Regions from separate parts of the Mus musculus genome. Here region 2 is linked to region 1. A link is a contact called in public Hi-C data. All regions are on one chromosome and are shown on one strand. The core of a region is the stretch at or near the end of the contact, and the rest is flanking DNA. Distances in the headings are between cores, read along the strand shown. Region 1 has its middle 100 kb from the start of Gm23003. Region 2 has its middle 32 kb from the start of Nfkbiz.

Region 1 (2,958 bases), core at 160-2,659:
AACATGACATCCCTCCTATGGAGCAGGCCTCAAATTCATTCTGGAAGTTAGTCACTCCAAGAGCCAGAGTACCGTTATTGCACCAATGGGTACAACTTACCTGGTAGGTCGGTACTGGACCCTGTCTATGATTTTTTTTTTCATATTTAGTTCAGTTCATATGTTTAGGTGTATAGTCCATTTTGAATCAACCTAGGACATTAGTGCCAAACATGACCTAAAGTTCTTTATTTTGCCTATGAATAGCTAATTATAATAGTACTATTTGGGGCTCTATATGTTTGTGGTATATGCATGATTGTATTGTACGAATACAGATGTGTGTGCCAATGTAAGCTCATGCAGAGGCCAGACGAGGATGTTGGCTTACTCTATCATTCTCTACCTTATTCACCGAGATGCGACCTCACTGACCTTGAAGTTCAGTGTTTTGGCTAGGCTGCTGGTGAGCACTCAGGCTCTGTGCCGTGCTACCAGGCTCACTTGTATATAAATAGTGGGCATCTGGACTCATATCCTCATACTTACACAGCAGGGCTCTTACCCACTGAGACATTGTTCCAGCCTCATCCTCTGACTCTTAATCTCTCTGTATCTTCATACTGGGGGTGCCAGCTGTCACCTCCTCTGGATCATGAGATCTTCTGAGCCTCTTTCTGTCAATGGCAGAACTCAGTTTCATGTGGCTTTAGGACTCAGGCCCTTATTTCCTAGTTGATTATTTGCCAAGGGACATTCTCAGGTCCTGGAAGCCACTTCTCGACCTTTGTTTTAAACTCATTCATCTATAAACCCAGGACCATGTGTGTCCTTCTAAAGCTCTCAGCTCCTCCAATTTTCTCTTTTGCTACCAAATGGAGAAATGTCACTGCTTCTTAAATAACAAAAAACAAAGGTAATAGTATCTTACTTAAAATGGACACGCATACATATTTTTCAAAAAAAAAAAACATGACTACCAAATACATTTTTATCTTTTTATTTCTGTTGAAAATAGATTCTTCTCTTATACAATACATCCCAACCATGCTTTCCCTTCCCTCCCGACATTCAGCATCATTACTCATAGAGTGAAATTCCAACTGTTTGCTTTGTGCTGACTGAACAGTTTGGTTCTCTGATACAGGGTCTCAAATATCCTATGCTAGCCTCAACCTCTAGATGTAACAAAGGATAAGTTGGATCCTATGATCCCTCCTACCTCTTGCTCCAATAATAGTAATAATAATAATAATAATAATAATAATAATAATAATAATAATAATGCTGAGATTATGCCCAGTTTATAATGGATCAAATCTAGAATTTTGTGCACAAGAGGCAAGTCTTCTACCAACAAGAGGGAAGCTACATCTCTTGGCCTGTTGTTACCAGATCTCCTCACACTCACAGAGGTGTGAAGGAAACGGTCTTCATCTTACCATGGAGCTTGGCAACACTTTTGCATTAACGAAGGAATAGCAAACAAGTTTCCTTCTACTTGTAGGGAAAAAATAATAACCTGTATGATTTCCGTATTTATTTACCATCTTTCCCCACAGAAAATGCCACAAGTGTTTTCAATTTTCCACCAGAGGGACACCCTGAAACACTCAGAATTGTTTAGCCTAGAAATGCTAGTGGTTTTAGAGTCAGCAATGCTGTTTAGAACTTTTTTTTTTGAAAACAGCTACAGTAAATGATAAGTGAGTTTCCTGAGCCCAACCTCTAAACCAACACATAACTGATGAAGTCATATGCTCAAGTGCTTTTTTTTCTTTTGTCCTTCTGTAAAAGAGGAAGAATGGCGAAGGGATTTTCTCCCTGGACTGTTTTTGACTTCAGAAACTTGAGACCACAATGATATTATTCTCAAATGAAACTGCTGACAACTTTCTTTCTGTTCCTATCAACTTCCTCTGTTGTTTCATCATTTCCTCTATAGAAGTCAGAGCCTATTCATAGCAAGCCATTTGCTTCATAGTTGAGCTTATTGAAGGTGGCACCAAATGACCCTGTCCAAAGAGTAGCGTCACCTACAGCTGGAAAGTGTGGCAGCTACAGAGCAGAGCAGCGCTCCTATTCACCACCACCACTTCCTCAAGAACACAGACTACTCTGGACAGCAACATCTTAGCATAATGAGTATCAATGAGAAATGGGTAGTGTGGGAGCAATACAGAGTCCAGGGAATACCCACCTGGGTCTTACTGGGTTCTTCAGGTGGCACAGGGTGATTCTTTGAGATTTTGAGCCAGCAAAAATCTTGGAACAGCTTTAGTAAAATGTCTTCAGCATACACTCTCAAACTATTTCTAAAATTCCCAGAACTGGAATTCCTGTCACTCTCCAATGAGTTCCCATAGACATGCCTCCACTTAGAAGAGGAAGGGGTTGTTGATATCTTTATAAATTGACTTTTTCTCTTTCTGCTTCTTAATGATGTATTGCAGTCTGCCATTCTATCTATTGCACTCTTTGCCTCTCGATTCGCGTCTTTGTATCTTTGAGTCTTAAACAATGGTGAGTGACGTTTTAGTTTCAGAGGGATAGAGCCCATGACCATGGTGGCAGGGAGTGTGGCAGCATGAAAGCAGGCATGGAGCAAGAAGAGTCGGCAGCTGAGACCTCACAAAGGAAGACTCAGCCACGAGGCACCTCCATTTTTAAGAATCTTAATTGAGGCATAACATGCTAATGGTTTCTGTCAGAGTCCCATAGGGAATAAGATTTAGCAACTTATGCCGAGATTACTATTGACCAAGACATGAATGACTACAGAACTCTAGAAGTGCTGTTATTAAAATTTCTCCAACTTATCATATTACATAGAGTTTTAAATTCCATGGTAATCTCTGGATCAATTTAACCAAAGCAAGAAAAGGTTGGGTTTCATGGTTCATTTAGTCTTAAAAAAGAAAATGTCAATCATGCTGTATGGTTTTTGTAAGAGAAAATTAGGTCACTAAATTATAAAAA
Region 2 (2,958 bases), core at 283-2,782, 92 kb after region 1:
TTTTTTAAACTACCTTTCAATCCCGAGTGGTCAATATAAACTGCATCTGACTCTGCTTCCTCATTTCTACGTACGTAGTTCATGGGCAAGTGATTTCTATGTAGTTCAGAATTGATCAAGTTCACAGCACAGGCATAGAAGTGCGAAGATAATTTTATTAGAAAGGAAACTAAAACAGGATCATCTAGTCAAGAAGAAGAACAGAAAGCCCAGAAACTCCCTCCCAGAACCCCTGGGAATCCTTTGCTCCCTAATAGTGGCAATGCGGTTCTCCTCCTCCTCCTCCTCCTCCTCCTCCTCCTCCTCCTCCTCCCTCTTCCTCCCCCTCCCCCTTCCCCTCCTCCTCCCCCTTCCCCTCCTCCTCCCCCTCTGTAAAGGACTCAGCTGCTCCAGGGTTCCACCTGGATGCTCCCTGGACTGACTCATTTTCACCCAAGGGTTGGGTGGTATAATCAGAGTGAGTTATTTGCTGGGTCTCAGCCACACTTAGAAAGCCAGCCTAGCCCAGGCTCCCTGTGGGTTTTATTGCCAGTTGCCTCTCCTTGGTGATTAATGCTCCAAGGGAACTTTCTGTTCTCTCCTCCCCCTCCTACCACCCCGGGGAAGAGGCAAGGGTTCCCAGGCTGGAGGTAAAAGGAATGGTAACATGGCAAAATTAGGAAGCCTGGTGTCTTGGTTAGTGTCAGAATCGCAAGTAAAGGGCTCTCAAACCTGGGCACTATTAAGGGGAAGTACTCAAAACAGATCTATGTGTCCTTGCTAAGGTAACAACAAATTGAAATCAAGCCCTTCCCATGCTTGCTATGGACCACAGAATACCTCTATACATAGCTTCAAGACATCATAGATTGCAACCCGATCCTGGGTCTTAGTTGACTGAGTTATTTCTGGAGACCCTACTCTTCCATATCCTAACATCCTAAACAAAAAGAAGCCTTCAGTAGCTGCTGTGAAGCCAGATACAGTCATGGACACCTACAGTCTTCCACTGAAAAGGAAGAGGTAGGAGGATTAGAGGTTCAAAGTCATCTTCAGCTACCTAAGTTGAAGGCAAGCTTGGGCTATACGAGACTGCATCTCAAAACACACACACACACACACACACTCACACACTCACACACTCACACACACACACATATACACACATACACATACACACACACATGCACACACATACACACACATACACACATACACACACACACACATACACACACACACACACACACACATACACACATACACACACACACACACACACACCCTGGCCTCTCCCTCCAGACTCATTTCCTAACATTTCAGATCTCAGATCTCAAATTCTGTTTTCTATGTGTGCTTTTGTTCATGTCTTTCCTTCTTTCTGATGTTGGACTGGCTGTTCGATGAACTCAAACTATCTGACGATGTGGTCAATCCTCAGTTTTTCCTGAGTTAGAGCAAATAAAGGCCATTCATTCCCTGGGGCATTATGTAACAGAGGCCATAAGGAACAGGAAAGGTTTCTTGCTCAACCTGACGTGCCATGTGCAATCGACTTCACTAGACTCCTCCAGATCTCACTGTTTGTGAGAAGTGAACAAACAGCCGCCTTTTTTCAGACCAACCCTTCATACCAAAAAGGAAGATGATAGAGGAAGACAAGCCGATGCTCCTCCCTAGTGTTTATCTTCTGAGAAGCTCCCCATCAAACAAAGGTCCCTACCCTAACGGCAGAACCGAGGACTTGGATCTGAGATCCTACCTACCACTACCCACCGCCTCCCAGTCTTTCTCCACATTTCTCTCCATTTCCATCAGTGTTCGTGTTGTCACGTCACTGGGCTTGTATTAATTCTTTATCAGCTGTTAAGGGAAGGTGGTTTTTTTTCTGGACATTACACAGCCATCATGGACAGAGAGGTTGTTGGGATAACCTAAAGACTGCTTGGTCTTAGAGACTAGGCAAAAATCAGAACACAAGAGTAATATCTAAGTCTAAGATAAGAGTGGTGAAGCTGTGAACACTCCCTAGGAAGAGAAGCGGAGGGAGGGTCACAGGGACCTCACCTGAGAGCACAAGCAATATTCCCTCTCTCGTAGCCACCAGAGGCACAGAGTCTTAAGGGAAGTTCTGGGGTGCAGGAGGCAGAAAGTTGAATGAAGCTGGGATACCAGTAGTGCAGCTTTGGAGAGGACCTGTGCTCCTATAAGTACCGACTAATCCATACTTCTGTAAGCATGTTCAATAAACTCATTCATTGGCCAAGTTACACTTGGGTGGAATCATTACTTTGGCCTGCCACCAAAGCCTTATCCAGGGTAAGCAAGCATCCGTTCCCATCTCTCCAAGAAAAGTAATTCAGCAAACAATAAGGAATAGACTGGAAGGCTTATTTCTTCAACTACTTCCCTTGAAAGTCACATTCCAGTTTAGATAGGAAATGTTTCTAAAGGGCGTTTGTCCTGATGGGTTGGTCCCTAAATAGCCATGACGAGAGGTGGGGCCTTTGGAAAACGAGTCATAAGGGTTGATGATGGTGAGCCATTGATCGGTGGGAGAAACTCGGGAGGGAAGGTCGAGTTGACACCAGTGTGTCTTTGCTCCACGGCCACCAGGAGGTCGGCAGCTTTGCTCTGTTCCATCCTGCCTCCACCCCCACCATGACTTTCTGTCTCACTGTGGTGTTGCACCTTGCCAGGGGCCTACACTGACAAGCCCAAGCAGCCGAGGCTGGAATCCTCTGAGAGCCTGAGGCAAAAATCAATCTTTTCTCCTTCTAAGTTGATTTCTGTGAGTGTTTTGTCCTCACCTTTGCAGACTGTCTATTTTATTGCAGAGGTGACCGGAAACCTGGTTAACATGAGTCACATACAGATTTCTAATAGCACATTAGATATGCAATCTCTTTTTAATTTTTAAAATTATCCTCTCAGATAATATATCCACAGTTTCCCCTCCTCTTCCCTTCCCAGCCTCTT

What was found. A called contact is a pair of places that touch in the nucleus more often than the background predicts.
Region 2: a Hi-C map of granulocyte-monocyte progenitors shows a contact between it and region 1, with 1.9 times the contacts expected there. The contact joins two enhancer-like sites. A contact is called at or near these places in 2 of 39 promoter capture datasets (the C10 cell line and neutrophils), 10 of 484 Hi-C or Micro-C datasets (the Ba/F3 cell line, the HPC-5 cell line, bone marrow-derived dendritic cells and 6 more), 1 of 115 datasets of contacts at active chromatin or transcription factors (CD8 T cells) and 1 of 9 other capture datasets (bone marrow-derived macrophages).

Annotation. Positions count from the first base shown.
Region 1 is chr16:55,696,817-55,699,774 of GRCm38.p6, forward strand. No RefSeq gene overlaps it. Among named protein-coding and RNA genes, the nearest start is that of Gm23003, 100 kb to the left of the region's middle. Within about 2 kb of position 1,410, at least 54 of the 459 cell types and tissues checked have an H3K27ac peak or open chromatin away from gene starts, as enhancers often do. A contact at or near this core is called in the Ba/F3 cell line and granulocyte-monocyte progenitors, where this site is marked.
Region 2 is chr16:55,789,014-55,791,971 of GRCm38.p6, forward strand. No RefSeq gene overlaps it. Among named protein-coding and RNA genes, the nearest start is that of Nfkbiz, 32 kb to the right of the region's middle. Within about 2 kb of position 1,533, at least 61 of the 459 cell types and tissues checked have an H3K27ac peak or open chromatin away from gene starts, as enhancers often do. A contact at or near this core is called in the Ba/F3 cell line and granulocyte-monocyte progenitors, where this site is marked.